Linked DNA regions of Sus scrofa: regions 2, 3 and 4 are each linked to region 1. Evidence: chromatin contacts called from public Hi-C, HiChIP or PLAC-seq and promoter capture Hi-C data. All regions are on one chromosome and are shown on one strand. Each heading gives the region's core, a stretch centred on a gene start, on an enhancer-like site or on the middle of the called end of the contact. The rest is flanking DNA. Distances are from core to core; before and after follow the strand shown. Region 1 holds the start of PDPR (pyruvate dehydrogenase phosphatase regulatory subunit, mitochondrial). Region 2 holds the start of RFWD3 (E3 ubiquitin-protein ligase RFWD3). Region 3 overlaps RFWD3 (E3 ubiquitin-protein ligase RFWD3). Region 4 holds the start of GLG1 (Golgi apparatus protein 1).

Region 1 (3,149 bases), core at 211-2,710:
GGCCTACACCAGGGCCACAGCAAAGCGGGATCCGAGCCGTGTCTGCAACCTACACCACAGCTCACGGCAACGCCGGATCATTAACCCACTGAGCAAGGGCAGGGACCGAACCCGCAACCTCATGGTTCTTAGTCGGATTCGTCAACCACTGCGTCACGACGGGAACTCCTGCTAAGAAGAATTTCTGCTAAACAACCTCACTGCTGGGGCTGGTTATGCTCAGATCTGCTTACACCTAGAACAAGAGGACAGCCCCGACTCCCTCTGAGCTGTTCCTCTGCATGGCCACAGCACCCTGGAGAAATGGGCTGCTAGTCCCAAGGAAGACTGGGTAAGAAGACAGAGATGAACACATCATTTCCCACACCTGCCTCGGCAAGAGCCCCCTGGGACACCTGCTTTAAAACTCAAGTCACAGACACACTCTTCCTCCCAGAGTCCATCTCTTAACATTCTGATCCTGCTGGTTCAGGTTGCTGTTTTTTTCAACAAGTGTACCAGATAATCAGACTAGTTTAAGAAATGAATACAAATCCCTGTACAAATACAAATCCCTGGCCCTGGAAAAGTGTCCCTTTCACACAGGCTAACTCCATGTCCCGCATCCCCCTACACAAGCGAGGGCGAAAAAAGCTTGAAAATGCTTGAATCAAACCTCAGGGTCAAACACATCAGAACCAAGAGGTCAAACGTTAGTAGCGAGCTCACTGCCCCGGCCTGGACTTTCCAGGTAACTTCACTGCCGACTCCGCAGCAGTTTTACTAGTTAATTAAGCGCAAGCGGACCACGTTTCCACGCGGGAAAACAATTTCACCTGCAGACCTGGCCCAGCTGAACAAGCCTGACCCCCGCTGCGGAGGCTGGCGGGGGGGCGGTGTGCAAGCCCGAGGCGGGGCGCCAGGAACGAGGTCATTCCCGCCGTCCTGGGCATCCGGGCTAGGCTGAGGGCGCCTGGAAGAACCGGGGAGCCGGGCACCGGTCCGCTAGGCGCCACTGCCGCGGGTGAGATTAAGGAAGATCGGGCAACGCAGTGTCGGCCCGGGCGGGCGGAGTCCCGGCGCCAGGACGAGCCTGCGGGAGGACCAGGCAGAACCCACGGGAAACGAAGCGCGGCCGGGAGCCCCCAGCAGGAACGGGGGTGGGGGGCTGAGGGCCCCGTGGCGGCAAAGTCCGAGCAGACCCGGAGGCCAGAGCGGCCCCCGGAGCTTCTCCTTACCTCACCGGCCTCCACAAGCTCCGCAAGCAGCCACACCCCGGCTGAAGCAGGGAAGCGACCACAACAGTTGGCTGGGGTCCTGGGGGCCGGAAGGGGGGTGGGGACAGGGAATGGGAAGGGGGCGGGGCGGTGGGCCGAAAAAGTTCCGGGGAAGCTTGAGTCCGCGACCTTCCGCGCTTTACGATCCGTAGGAAGGGTACGGCAGCGCGTGATCCCACTCGCGCACGCGCGTCGTGACGTCATCGACTGCTCCGCCCCTGACACGTGGGGGGTTGTTTGGGTCCCGAGTGTCTCCGCTTGAAGGTGGGCGGAGGGGAACCACCGTCTCGACGAAGATGCAGTCGCACTGGAGGCGGGGTGTTTCAAAGTCGCTTTAGAACTGCAGCTTCGGACCTTACCGATTTCTACCGATGCAGCTGGGACGGCCAAGATGGCCGGAGCTTTGGTGGAGCCTGCGGAGGGCAGGGGTTCTCTTACCGCGCGCGCGAGGCGAGTCCTCAGGTCCGGTCCCACGTGTCTGCCGCCTAAGGACACTCAGTCCAGGGCCTAAAAAAGATTCTTGGACCGAAAGCTGCTCTGTTTTTGGCCGTTGCTGCGGTCTTCCTGGGCGAATCACTAGTACAGCGGATCAGGAATCTTTTCTGCTGTCCCCGCCCGATCTCAGAGGCAGTTTAAGAAGACCTGCGATCTGGGCACCTTGCTTATTAGCACATCACGCTGTTTTCTTTCCTTTATAGAACTTGTGCTAAAGTAAATTAGTTGACTACCTTTCCCAACTAGCTGCACACTCTGCCCTCTGACAGTAGACCCTAAATCTCCTATTCTGCTGTGTTCTCAGCGCTTAGCGTGTGGCACGTTATCCAGTAAATATTTCTTAGAATGGAAAGCGATCTAATGGTACAGGCTTCTCTCCACTTGGGGCCACACCCAAGCCCATCTCACCACTCAAACCAGTTGTGTTAAAGGATTGGCACTGTGCCAGGTGATGGGATTCAGCCGTGCACAAGAAAGGGCTTCTGCCACTAAAGTGTGGCAGTGAAGTTCCAGGGACCCCTGTGTCACCATGCCAGCCTGAAACTTGCACTTTATGCATTTTTACTTGCCAGTGAACTCACACAAGACAGCCCATTTGAGGTCTGGTTTCCCGGCAACAGACACTGCATTTTGCTACCCTGATGTATGAATGTTCAAGGCGTTCCTGGCTTCGGTGCAAGAAATGTACTTAAATGGTTCAGTTATGGGCTTAAAGCTTATGGTCACCAGCTGCTCCCAAATGAAGACATTATAGACTAACAGATCTGAGGCATATTCTTGCTAAGATGTACTTGATACCTAGATGTGGCAATTTCAGGAGGAAAATGTCACAAGTATTTATTTATTTATTTATTTAGGTCGCCGGCTGCATGCAGAAGTTCCCAGGCTAAGGATCAAATCAGCACTACAGTAGCAACCTGAACCACTGAAGTGACAATGCCACATCCTTAACCCATTGTGCCACGAGGGAACGCTGTCACAGTTTTTTGTTGTTGTTGTTCTTGTTGTTTGTGTGTGTGTGTTTTTTTTTTTTTTTTTTTTGTCTTTTTAGGGCCGCATCCAGGCATAGAGAAGTTCCCAGGCTAGGGGTTAAATTGGAGCTGTGGCCACAGCCACTGGAATGCCAACCCAAGCCGCATCTGTGACCTCCACCACAGCTCCTGTCAACTCTGGATCCTTAGCCCACTGAGCGAGGCCAGGAATCGAACCCACAACCTCAGGGATATTGTTTGGGTTCGTACCCCACTGAGCCACAACGGAAACTCCCTCACCTGATATTTAGATGCATCTATTTTATCTTTGTAAACCTTCTGCCTTCTCCTTTTCACTCTCTCAAGGGCAGGAATTACAGGAAGTGAGGAAGGTACCACTAGCAGCTGTTTCAAAAGATCTATGCCA
Region 2 (3,149 bases), core at 334-2,833, 240 kb after region 1:
GATAGAAAAAAGCAGGTTATAGACAAACCTCCATTATTAATTCCATTTTTAGGACATCTAAGAATATGCAAAACCATGCTACCACATGGGCTTATAAATACAAAGTAATAAACAAGCCCAGGCATGAAAAAAACCAAATTCAGTAGAGGGAGGGTGCAGGGGTACACATGAGGCTTTGACTATATAATATTTTTTCACAGAAAAAAAAAAGGAAGGAATTCTTTTTTTTTTTTTTTTTTTTTTTTTGTCTTTTTGGATCTGCACCTGCAGCATATGGAGGTTCCCAGACTAGGGGTCAAATCATAGCTGCAGCTGCCAGCCTATGCCACAGAGCACCATTTCGGAGCCATGTCTGCAACCTACACCACAGCTCACAGCAAGGCGGGATCTTTAACCCACGGGACGAGGCCAGGGATCTACTGAATTACCAAACACCTAAAAACAAAAAGCAAAAACCACAAAACCAAACCAAGCCCCGCCCCCAACAACTAAGGACATATCAGCACCAGATATTGAGAGAAACCGTGAGAGACAGAGAGGAGAGGAGAGATAGAGAGTAGTTTCATCTTGGCAGAAAGTTCTCTGAACAGCGCTGTCCTAGAACAAGTCTTTTCAATCCATGTGGGGAAACACAGATCCCCCCAGGCCGGGCGCTGACCGGGGGTGCCCAGAGCAAAAGGCTGCCGGCTGTCCCCCCGCCCCCAAGCCTTGAGCAGCCTCGTCCTAGGACATCTTCCCAAGCTTTGTCACTCAGATTTCAAGCAAAGTCCGCACCAGGCGGGACGATGGATCCCAATTAAAAGAATAAAAGGCGCCGGCGGGGAGTCGAGCCGACTCGGGTTCAAATCCCTACTCTGTCACGTCCTACCTGGGGGACCTCAGGACAGTTTCCTAGCTTCTGTTTGACTCGTTCGTCTGTAAAATTAGGATAACAAAAGTGTTTACGTCACAGTGTTGCTGTGAGATAAAGTTGGACAGAACGAAAATTAGGTCCTTCAGCCAACTTTTAAAGTGATGCAAGCGGGGAGTGGGGGGTTGCTCCCCGGGATGGCAATTTTTTGCATTAGGTGAGTTCGAGGATCGGATTCCTGGAAAGCGGCCAGAACTTCTAATTCCTTCCGAAGTTCCTGCTACCCTGCCCCCATCTTCACTTCTGCCGCCTCTCCAGCAACAGAGAAAGAGCGAGGGCCCGACTGTCGGGGCCGCGTAGGACCTCCTCAGACCGCCGGGTTCCATGCCAGCCCGCAGCCCACCTCGTGGGGGAGTCCCCTGGCCCTATGTCCAGGGACCCCGATCGGGAAGTCATCTCGGAGCCAGAGGCCCAAGTTTTCCGATAGGCAAGCGCCCATCTCACCTGAATCCGGAAGAACAGTGGTCAGACGCTTGAGGCCGCAGGGGAAGCAGCTATCTCCCCGAAAACACTCGCGTTGAACAGACTCCAACAGCCGCTTCCCCAGCAACTCAAGCGGCGCGCCTGAGTAGAGGGCTTGGCCTGCTTCTATTGGGCGGCAGTCTCGGCCGACGGCCAATACCCTTTCTTCTTCTTCCTTGCTGGCCCCTGGCTAAAACAGCGGAGCTTTCATTGGCTGGCCCTTCGTAAACGGATTGGGCGGGATCACGCTCGAGGAGACCTCGTACAATTGGTAGATATCCACGTCCGTCAGCTCGCGTCCGGGCCCCCAAAGAGAAAAGCGGAAGAAGGGTTTTGCCGCTCTTTATTTGAACTTACTGGCGGGAGAAAGCAGAAAGGGGAAGATTTTTGGTCCATTTCGAAAGATGAAAACATTAAAATAGTGGCTCATGCTGCTTCTTCCTAACTCTTTAATAAAGGACCTTTCTTTATCCAAAGGCTGGTAGCTAATTCAATAATTTCACAATATTGCACACGGAATCCCAGAGCCTGTAAAGAGGAGTGGGACAACCCGGTTCAGAGATAGCATCTAGTGGGATTGAGGAGCTAATGAAAACTTACCTAAGACAAAAAAAAAAAAAAAGAGGAAAAGAAAAGAAAAAGAAAGAAGGAGTTCCTGTCGTGGCTCAGTGGTTAATAAATCCACTCGCATGAGGTTGCGAGTTCGATCCCTGGCCGCACTGAATGACTTAAAGATCCTGCATTGCTGTGAGCTGTGGTGTAGGTTGCAGTCATGGCTGAGATCCCATGTTGCTGTGGCTGTGGCGTAGGCCGGCAGCTACAGCTCCAATTCGAATTCCTAGCCTGGGAACCTCCATATGCCACGGGTGCAGCCCTAGAAAAGACAAAAAAAAAAAAAAAAAAAAAAAAAAGAGAGAGAGAAAGTAGGCAACAAAACTTGCCTACACGACCTCTTCCATTCCAAACCATTGCAGTAAGCTGTCTGCTACTAAACTATCATCACATCACTTACGGCAAATATTTTTTAAGCACCTGCATGAAAGATGAAATATCACTTTTGAGGAAGACCTAAAAATCCAAACTTCAGGCACAGACTACACATTGCCAAAATTTGCTTTGCTCAACTGCCACTTTTCAATGTAACTGGTAGCAGATGAGAACGTAGATCATTGAAAGTCAGGGAAAATCCAAATAATTAATTTTTCAACATTTTTCTCCTTTAAACCTGTTGCGGCAGAAACTGCAGAAACCGTGGCAGCGGAAAGAGACAAACGGCACTCGGAGATGGAAAAGCAAGGTTTATTCAGCACACCACTGTGGGCTCAGAGGAGTCACCTCCAGAGTCTGAGCACCAGGTCTTTGTTCTCAGAAACTTTTATACAGTACAGGGTCTTATTTTTCTCATGTAAGCAGCCCCAAACTTCTCCCTTCCCAGAGCAGAGGGTGCTCCTGCCTAAAAAACTGAGCAAGCAAGATTACAGAAGCAAAACTGATAAACAATGCCTGGAGCAACATTGGCAGGGTCTACTGACTTAGACACAGGGGATGTGGTTGCTACATAATTACCAGAAGGATGGTTTGAGGGGAGGAGGGGGAGGTTATGTCCCTTAGTTAAAACTCTTACTTCACTGTCTTGAAGTCAGTGTTGGCATTTGTACTGCCAACCCCCCCCAACCCTTTCCTGCCTCTACAGGAGCTTCTACTGAACTACCACAAGGCTAATATGAGAAAGGAATTTTCTTTTGTGATCAAATGCATATATTATTGAGTAGAATGA
Region 3 (3,149 bases), core at 443-2,942, 190 kb after region 1:
CTTTAACTGGATTTTTAACCTGTTTCTTTCCCTATAAATTGGAATAATAATATTTATTCCACAACATTGTTTAAAAATTATTAGGAAGGGGCTTTGTGTACTATACAGGGATTAATAAACAGAAGAGATTCTTACCAACAAACAAGTTGACTGATCAAAGGACAAGGACACACAGGCGTTTATTTTCAGAGATTTCACTTGCAGCCAATCACTGAGATGGGAAACAAAAAAGAACACTACGGAAGAGAAAAGAGTGGTGTTAGGTTTCTTGGTAATTTGGGGTTTTACCTCTTTATCCTTTTCTGTCAGGCTCCCTGACAATGTTAAGCTTATTTATACCTATGGATTTAGTCCTCCTGTAATCTATTAAATTCCACTTGCTGTTTGGCTAGAAAACATTTTCAGCCTTTCCAGTCTAATCCCAGAACCCCATTATTTATGGCAAAAGGGATCCCTGAACTCAACAGAAAAAGAAGCTGAGCAAGTGGCCAGAACTGTGCTGAGCACAAACCCAGGAGCCCACATTTGCCCAGTGCTGCCACCACCCTCAGAAAAGCTGCCAAAGACTAATAGAAAGAAAAGGGTGGAGTTCCCTTCATGACTCAGCATTTAACAAGCCCAACTAGCATCCGTGAGGAGGCGATTTGATTCCTGGCCTTGCTCAGTGGGTTAAGGATCTGATGTTGCCATGAGCAGACGTGGCTTGGATCTCATGTTGCTGTGGCTGTGGCCGGCAGCTGTAGCTCCAATTTGCCCCTAGCCTGGGAACTTCCATAGGCTGCAGGTGCAGCCCTAAAAAGCAAAAATAAATAAATAAATAAATATGTATTTATAAATAAATATATATATATAAAAGAAAAAGAAAAGGGTGAGTTCTCTCCTCTTCCCATATTATAGTCTTCTGGATTCGACTCATAGGAAGCCAGCAGGCAGAGTCTGGGAGATGCAGTTGCAGCATTTAGACCTCTGGATCCGAGAGTAAACAAATGACCAGTGTAGGGAAGTTCTTAACAGGCAAACACAGACCGTCTCCGTAGCAACAGTAAAAGAGAATGTCCAACAACAGCCTCAACTACCTCATCAATTTAAACAAGATTTTCACTTCAGGTCCAGGGCCCATCCTGGATCTGACTATACGAAATGAATGAAGACCTACTGGGCTGCAACTGCAACCCTCCTCCAAAGGGAGACACGATCCTGCCTCTAGCGGTCAAAAAGACAAAAGACCTCAAGAGCTGGTACACATGGTAAATGTTTTATTCATATTAACATTAAAGAGTAAAACACAAACATAAAATATAGAACTTAAACAAAGACACACTGGTTTTCAAAGCAGGTTCAGGATATATACAGTAAGAACATATTTTGAGGTTGCTTTAACTCCAAACCCCCAAATAGGGAACGAGCTCAGAGACAGGGAGAGGGAACGGGGTGGGGCAGAGCCTGGTCTCAGCTGTAACCTCTGCTGCCAGGCAGAGGGGAGCAGGGCCAGGGGTGAAGTTTTTTCCTTTGGAGAAATCAGTCCGTCACAAGAATTTGTTTCTAAAACATCTAAATTTACTAGAGGAATGCAAAGATTGGTAGGACATGAGATTCTTTCAACTCCTCTAGTAATACCAGTCCCTTGGTTCCTATGCTGGGGAGGAATGAACTGGCCTCCGCTGAGTGTAACTGCAACATTAGTCAAATCCCAGCCCTGCCCTGGTTTCTGCTCCTGCCCAAGACAAAGGCGGCCAGAACCAGAGCACTCGCATCCTCTCTGATCAGTGGCAGAAACCACAAGAGTTCTGCTTTTTAATTCAAATCTTTTCCTGCCACCGGAAGCTCTATGCCCTGGCATTCTCAATCATCAACATATCAAAGGGAATACCTCCTCTGAGAAAGCGGACTCTTTCCTAAGCCTTGGAAACCGGCTTTTTGAAAGAGGTCCTTAAATAGAAGGAGGCCACTCTTAAAAAAGCACAACTAAAAGGTGGAACTCTGGGAAATCTACTGCAATAGCCAGGAGAAATGCTGGAAACAGCTCAGGAACCGACAGGTCAGAACTGTTTTAAAATAAAAACCACATTTCTACAACAGTTATTTAAGAAAATCACACTATTCGCCATCCTGCTCCCAAGAACAAGGAGCACGCCTTGAGACATGTTCTGTTGGGGACAGCAGTTTAACACAGTAGCCTTTGGCAAAGCAAACAGATATAAACTAAACCCTCTATTAGAGAGAAAGCTGGACAATCCAGGACTAGAATGAATGATGGTTGAGCATCTCCCTGTAAATCCACCACTAATATCGTCCTGAGAATAACTATGATACCAGGAACCCTTTTAAAAAAAGTTAGGAAGGCAGGCAAATCAGAGGAACTCGGAATCCAACATCAGTTTCACCTGGGGGAAGGCTTTAACGGGGGAGTCCCAGACATGCTCAAGAATGGCCCCTCATTCCAGGGGGCTGGCTTTATTCAGAAACGCTAACGGAAGAGACAAACACGCCCTTCTCCTGCTGTCAACAGCAGTTTGAGCAGCTTCTCTTTCGTCAGCCTCTCTTGGTTATGGCTCCTTGCTCCTGACATCTCATCCTAGGAGAGCCTCGAGAGCTCTGACATATGGCTTATCTCTTCTTAGCGAGAGGGGAAAAGAGTGGCCTTCAAAGCACTGGCTTATATAAAACCAATCCTGAGATCCTAAGCTGGTTAGAAAAAAAGCGAGGCTTCTCTAGTGCTCAAACAAGGGGTCTCTTTCCTTGATTGCCACAGTGTGATGAACTGGGTAGACTCGGCATTAGGAATGGGTCCGCCAGCCACCTTCATCACTGAGTGTGCCCATATCCCAGCATGGCACACCTGGAACATAACTGTTCCTGCCACGAAGCAGACTGGATGCGCTCTACCACACACCTGGGATGGGACCAAGTTACACTAAAAGGTTTTCAGCCGCTAAGGTCGGAAATAGATCAAATCTGTCCCAAGGTACTTCAGCGCCCTCTTGTGTTCACATGAAGACTCTTCTGTGTCCACGCTGCATCAAGATGGTTGGTTAGTCCCTCCAGGGACTAAACATTCCCAAGTCTTAGAGCTCAAGTGATAAGACCACTCTAGAGGGCTGTCACATCCTCTGGAAATGCTTGGTGCACACTCATATCCTAAATGCCTG
Region 4 (3,149 bases), core at 387-2,886, 180 kb after region 1:
GACAATTCTGATAATTTTCCAAATAAAAGTGTTTCAAGCAGTGGCTACATTCCACTTGTCAACCTCTGGCCCTAATTCTATACATCAAAACCTTTTTTAAAAAGTATTCCTACCACGTGAGAGAACGTGATGGAAGATAACATGAGAAAAAGAGTGTATATACAGATTTATGACTGGGTGACTTTGCAGAACAGAAGAAACTGACAGAACATCATAAATCAACTATACTTTAATTTAAAAAAAATTTTTTTAAGTATCCCCACCAGATTTGCTCCCAAACTTTGAGAACTGTCAAAAATGCATTTACATTTGCAGCATTAAATGCAGAGGAGAAATTCTGCTACAATCCCAAACCTAGATTGCATTAAGAGGTACTGTTAAAATCATATTCAGACGTCACAAAGGCAAAGACTCCACAAAGCAATCATAAATACTGTAGCTGTATTACAACTTCAAACGCTACCCCAACTTTTCAAGCTTTGGGACTCTGAATCACTTGGAGTGATCTTACAGCTGAGATTCACTACAAATTAACCAAAAGAAGTTAAGGCGGAAAAAAAGCACACATTAGTTTCAGAAGCTGGTAAATAACAGGAATTTTCGAATTACAAAAGACTAGGGCAAAGACAGTAAATTCGGCTGCTGACCGTAACACACATCAGAATAGAACCCGAGTTGTCTAAACAAACGTTATCTACCGCCAACAAACACCAGGACATTCTTTAACAGCTGAAGTACGCCAACCATTTTTCGTGTTTAAAAAGGTTGCTACAAATTATCCAAGTCGATACGCGTGGCAAAATCCTAAACAGGTCTTCAGCGAGGAGCCACAGAGCTTAGAGCATCACACAAAAGACCGGAGCAAACATAAACACGCTCTGGGCCTTCGCTGATAGCCGCGCGGAGCCGGGATCTGAGTCCCAGGCCCCGCACCCCGAGGGAATGAAAGGTGGGGGTGGGGTCCCTTTTTGGAAAGCGCCAGGGCAAGGGGCAGAGAGGGAAGGAGCGAGCGCACCACAGAGGAAGCCAGAAAAGCAGCAGACCGGCGTCAAGGCCGGCAACACCCTCGGGCCCGCACCAGGCCTGGACCTCCCGGCCCCGTCCCGCCTCCTCACCTCCCTCACGTCCTGCAGGCACTCGAGCACCGCCAGGTTGTTGCTCCAGGTGTGCTTGGGACACACACGGGTCACGTCCTCCCTGCAGGACTCTTCCTCCGCTAGCTTCCAACCCCCGCCAGCCCCGCCAGGCCCTGCTCCGCCCCGCCGGGCCGGAGGCCCACCCGCCGGGAAAGGCGGCTGTGGCTGCTGAGGCTGTTGCTGCTGCTGTTGCTGCTGCTGCTGCTGCTGCTGCTGTTGCTGCTGTTGCTGCTGCTGCTGCTGCTGTTGCTGGAACTGAGATGACTGAGGCAGCTGGAGCAGCGGCTGACCCGCCAGCCCGCCGCCTCCAGGCTGCCCTACGAGAGGCAGAAAGTTGCCCCCCTGGCCCTGGCCCTGGTTGTGGCCGCCTGGGCCGGAGAGTTTCTCTGCCCCGAGCACCGCGAGCAGCAGCAGCTGCAGAGCCGCCGACAAGCGGAACATCCTCCGTACACGTCCACACGCCGCCATCTTGGGTCCGCGGCGAGCTCGACGCACCCGCCGGCGCCGCGTATTTAGATAAGGGGGCGGGGCGGCGGGGCGGCGGGGCGGGGCCTGACGGGGTCCGTCCGAGCTCCTCCTGCGCTGGCGCCGACCCGCCAGCTGGGAGCAAAGGCCGGGGGTGTCCGCTGCCTGCACCTCTGCGGCAGGAAAGCAGCGCTCTTTGCCGGGGGATTTCCTGGTGCTCCTCAATAACCCTAGGTAGGGCGGCTTTGCCTAATTCCCTTGGTTGTCGTCACAGAAAAAAATTTTTTTTAAAAATCGGAGTTGCCACAACCAAGATGGCCGGTAGAGTATGTCCCCCGTCTAATGACTTGAAAAAAAAACTTTATGTGTAGAGGTGAACTTTACACGATCAGGTGTATTCTGGAATCTAAAAACCTCATTTTGCATTTCTCCTTGCTTCCCTCCATCTGCCTCAAAAGTCTTTCTTACCCAGAGAAGAGGTCAGCCGGGTTAGGAGCCCAGATTCCGTTATAATCCTTGCGCTTCCGCAGACTAGGCAAGTCCTTTAACTTCTCTGAGCCTTTGAGAAAGAAGAGTAGGAGCCCTACTGTAAAGTGTAATTGTGAAGATCGGAAATAATAAAAAAAAAAGTGTCTAATCCACAGTATGGAATTCAAAAAGTTGTAACAGTGTTTCAAATAAACTGGGAAGCCCTTTGCCTGTGAGCCAGATTTTTTTTTCTTTTTTTCCTTTTTTTTCGTAACCCACTGAGCCAGACCAGGTATAGAACCTGCCTCCTCCCAGATTCTAGTCAGATTCGTTACTGCTGAGCCACAAAGGGAACACCCTGTGAGTCAGATTTTAAATTCATCTTTCAAGGAAGGAAAGAAAATAATTAAGCATGACTTTGAGGCCTCGGGTGAAGTCTGTGCCTCAGTAACCATCTTGCTTTCCTGCATGCGGCATCTTCAGCAGCACCATAGGCTGGAATGGTTGCTTCTCTTTACACCAGTGTCCAGACCAGACTTCCATCAGTGAGATGATATTTCCTAAAGCATCTTCACATCTATTGTGTCATTTGAGCCATGCCTCAGGCCTGGGTTGGGTTCTGAGTCAACTGAGGAATGGGAGAGATGGTAATGGTTCTGTACAGCAGGTTAAATGTCCTGCCCAGGATGAACTTTGCCAGCTTGGGACCAGAATCCCTGGGCGCTTACTGATGTGGTGCACTTTTATCCCACTCTGCCAATATACCATATTGAAGAATGAGGGCAGCTTGGAGCATGTGATCCCAACTAGTCATCCATGTTCAAAAATGAACCTTCTGCTGTCCTGACCTACAAATGAGCAGTGAAGACCAGATTAGATATAAGTAGAACCTGAAAAGTCAGGTGGGGGCTCATGGGCCCCAAAGGAACCCCTGAGACAGAGAATATTCTGGGGGTAAAAAACTGCACACCGTGAAACCAACTATAATGGAAAAAATAAAAATCGTTAAAAAACAAAACTGCACACTGTGGCTGACCAGAGGCCTCCATCTCTAGGAATGAGGGTATGTTGACATCGCTA

Evidence for each region. Promoter capture Hi-C pulls out the DNA fragments that hold promoters and counts their contacts. Hi-C and Micro-C count contacts between places; a contact is called where the count stands out from the background. HiChIP or PLAC-seq counts read pairs in DNA pulled down with a chosen protein or histone mark.
Region 2: a contact with region 1 is called in a Hi-C map of skeletal muscle, with 6 times the contacts expected there. The contact joins the promoter of RFWD3 here to the promoter of PDPR in region 1. A contact is called at or near these places in 2 of 5 promoter capture datasets (fetal liver and skeletal muscle), 4 of 47 Hi-C or Micro-C datasets (heart right ventricle, liver and skeletal muscle) and 2 of 2 datasets of contacts at active chromatin or transcription factors (alveolar macrophages and skeletal muscle).
Region 3: a promoter capture Hi-C map of fetal liver shows a contact between it and region 1, with 8 times the contacts expected there. The contact joins the enhancer-like site here to the promoter of PDPR in region 1. A contact is called at or near these places in 5 of 5 promoter capture datasets (fetal liver, fetal skeletal muscle, liver and 1 more), 34 of 47 Hi-C or Micro-C datasets (adipose tissue, alveolar macrophages, blood and 17 more) and 2 of 2 datasets of contacts at active chromatin or transcription factors (alveolar macrophages and skeletal muscle).
Region 4: a contact with region 1 is called in an H3K27ac HiChIP or PLAC-seq map of alveolar macrophages. The contact joins the promoter of GLG1 here to the promoter of PDPR in region 1. A contact is called at or near these places in 2 of 5 promoter capture datasets (both in liver), 6 of 47 Hi-C or Micro-C datasets (blood, embryonic fibroblasts, heart right ventricle and 2 more) and 2 of 2 datasets of contacts at active chromatin or transcription factors (alveolar macrophages and skeletal muscle).

The regions. Positions count from the first base shown.
Region 1 is chr6:13,185,688-13,188,836 of Sscrofa11.1, reverse strand. PDPR (pyruvate dehydrogenase phosphatase regulatory subunit, mitochondrial) reads right to left here and starts at 1,460. Exons shown (of 20, transcript XR_002344509.1): 1 at 1,218-1,460.
Region 2 is chr6:12,950,677-12,953,825 of Sscrofa11.1, reverse strand. It overlaps RFWD3 (E3 ubiquitin-protein ligase RFWD3), which reads right to left and starts at 1,583. Exons shown (of 13, transcript XM_003481788.4): 1 at 1,355-1,583. MLKL (mixed lineage kinase domain-like protein) reads right to left here. Exons shown (of 11, transcript XR_002344504.1): 11 at 2,650-3,149.
Region 3 is chr6:12,992,139-12,995,287 of Sscrofa11.1, reverse strand. RFWD3 (E3 ubiquitin-protein ligase RFWD3) reads right to left here. Exons shown (of 13, transcript XM_003481788.4): 13 at 1,236-3,149. Among named protein-coding and RNA genes, the nearest start is that of GLG1, 18 kb to the left of the region's middle. Within about 2 kb of position 1,692, at least 14 of the 83 cell types and tissues checked have an H3K27ac peak or open chromatin away from gene starts, as enhancers often do. A contact at or near this core is called in adipose tissue, alveolar macrophages, epiblast stem cells and 2 more, where this site is marked.
Region 4 is chr6:13,010,316-13,013,464 of Sscrofa11.1, reverse strand. GLG1 (Golgi apparatus protein 1) reads right to left here and starts at 1,636. Exons shown (of 27, transcript XM_005664351.3): 1 at 1,116-1,636. The coding sequence starts at 1,604.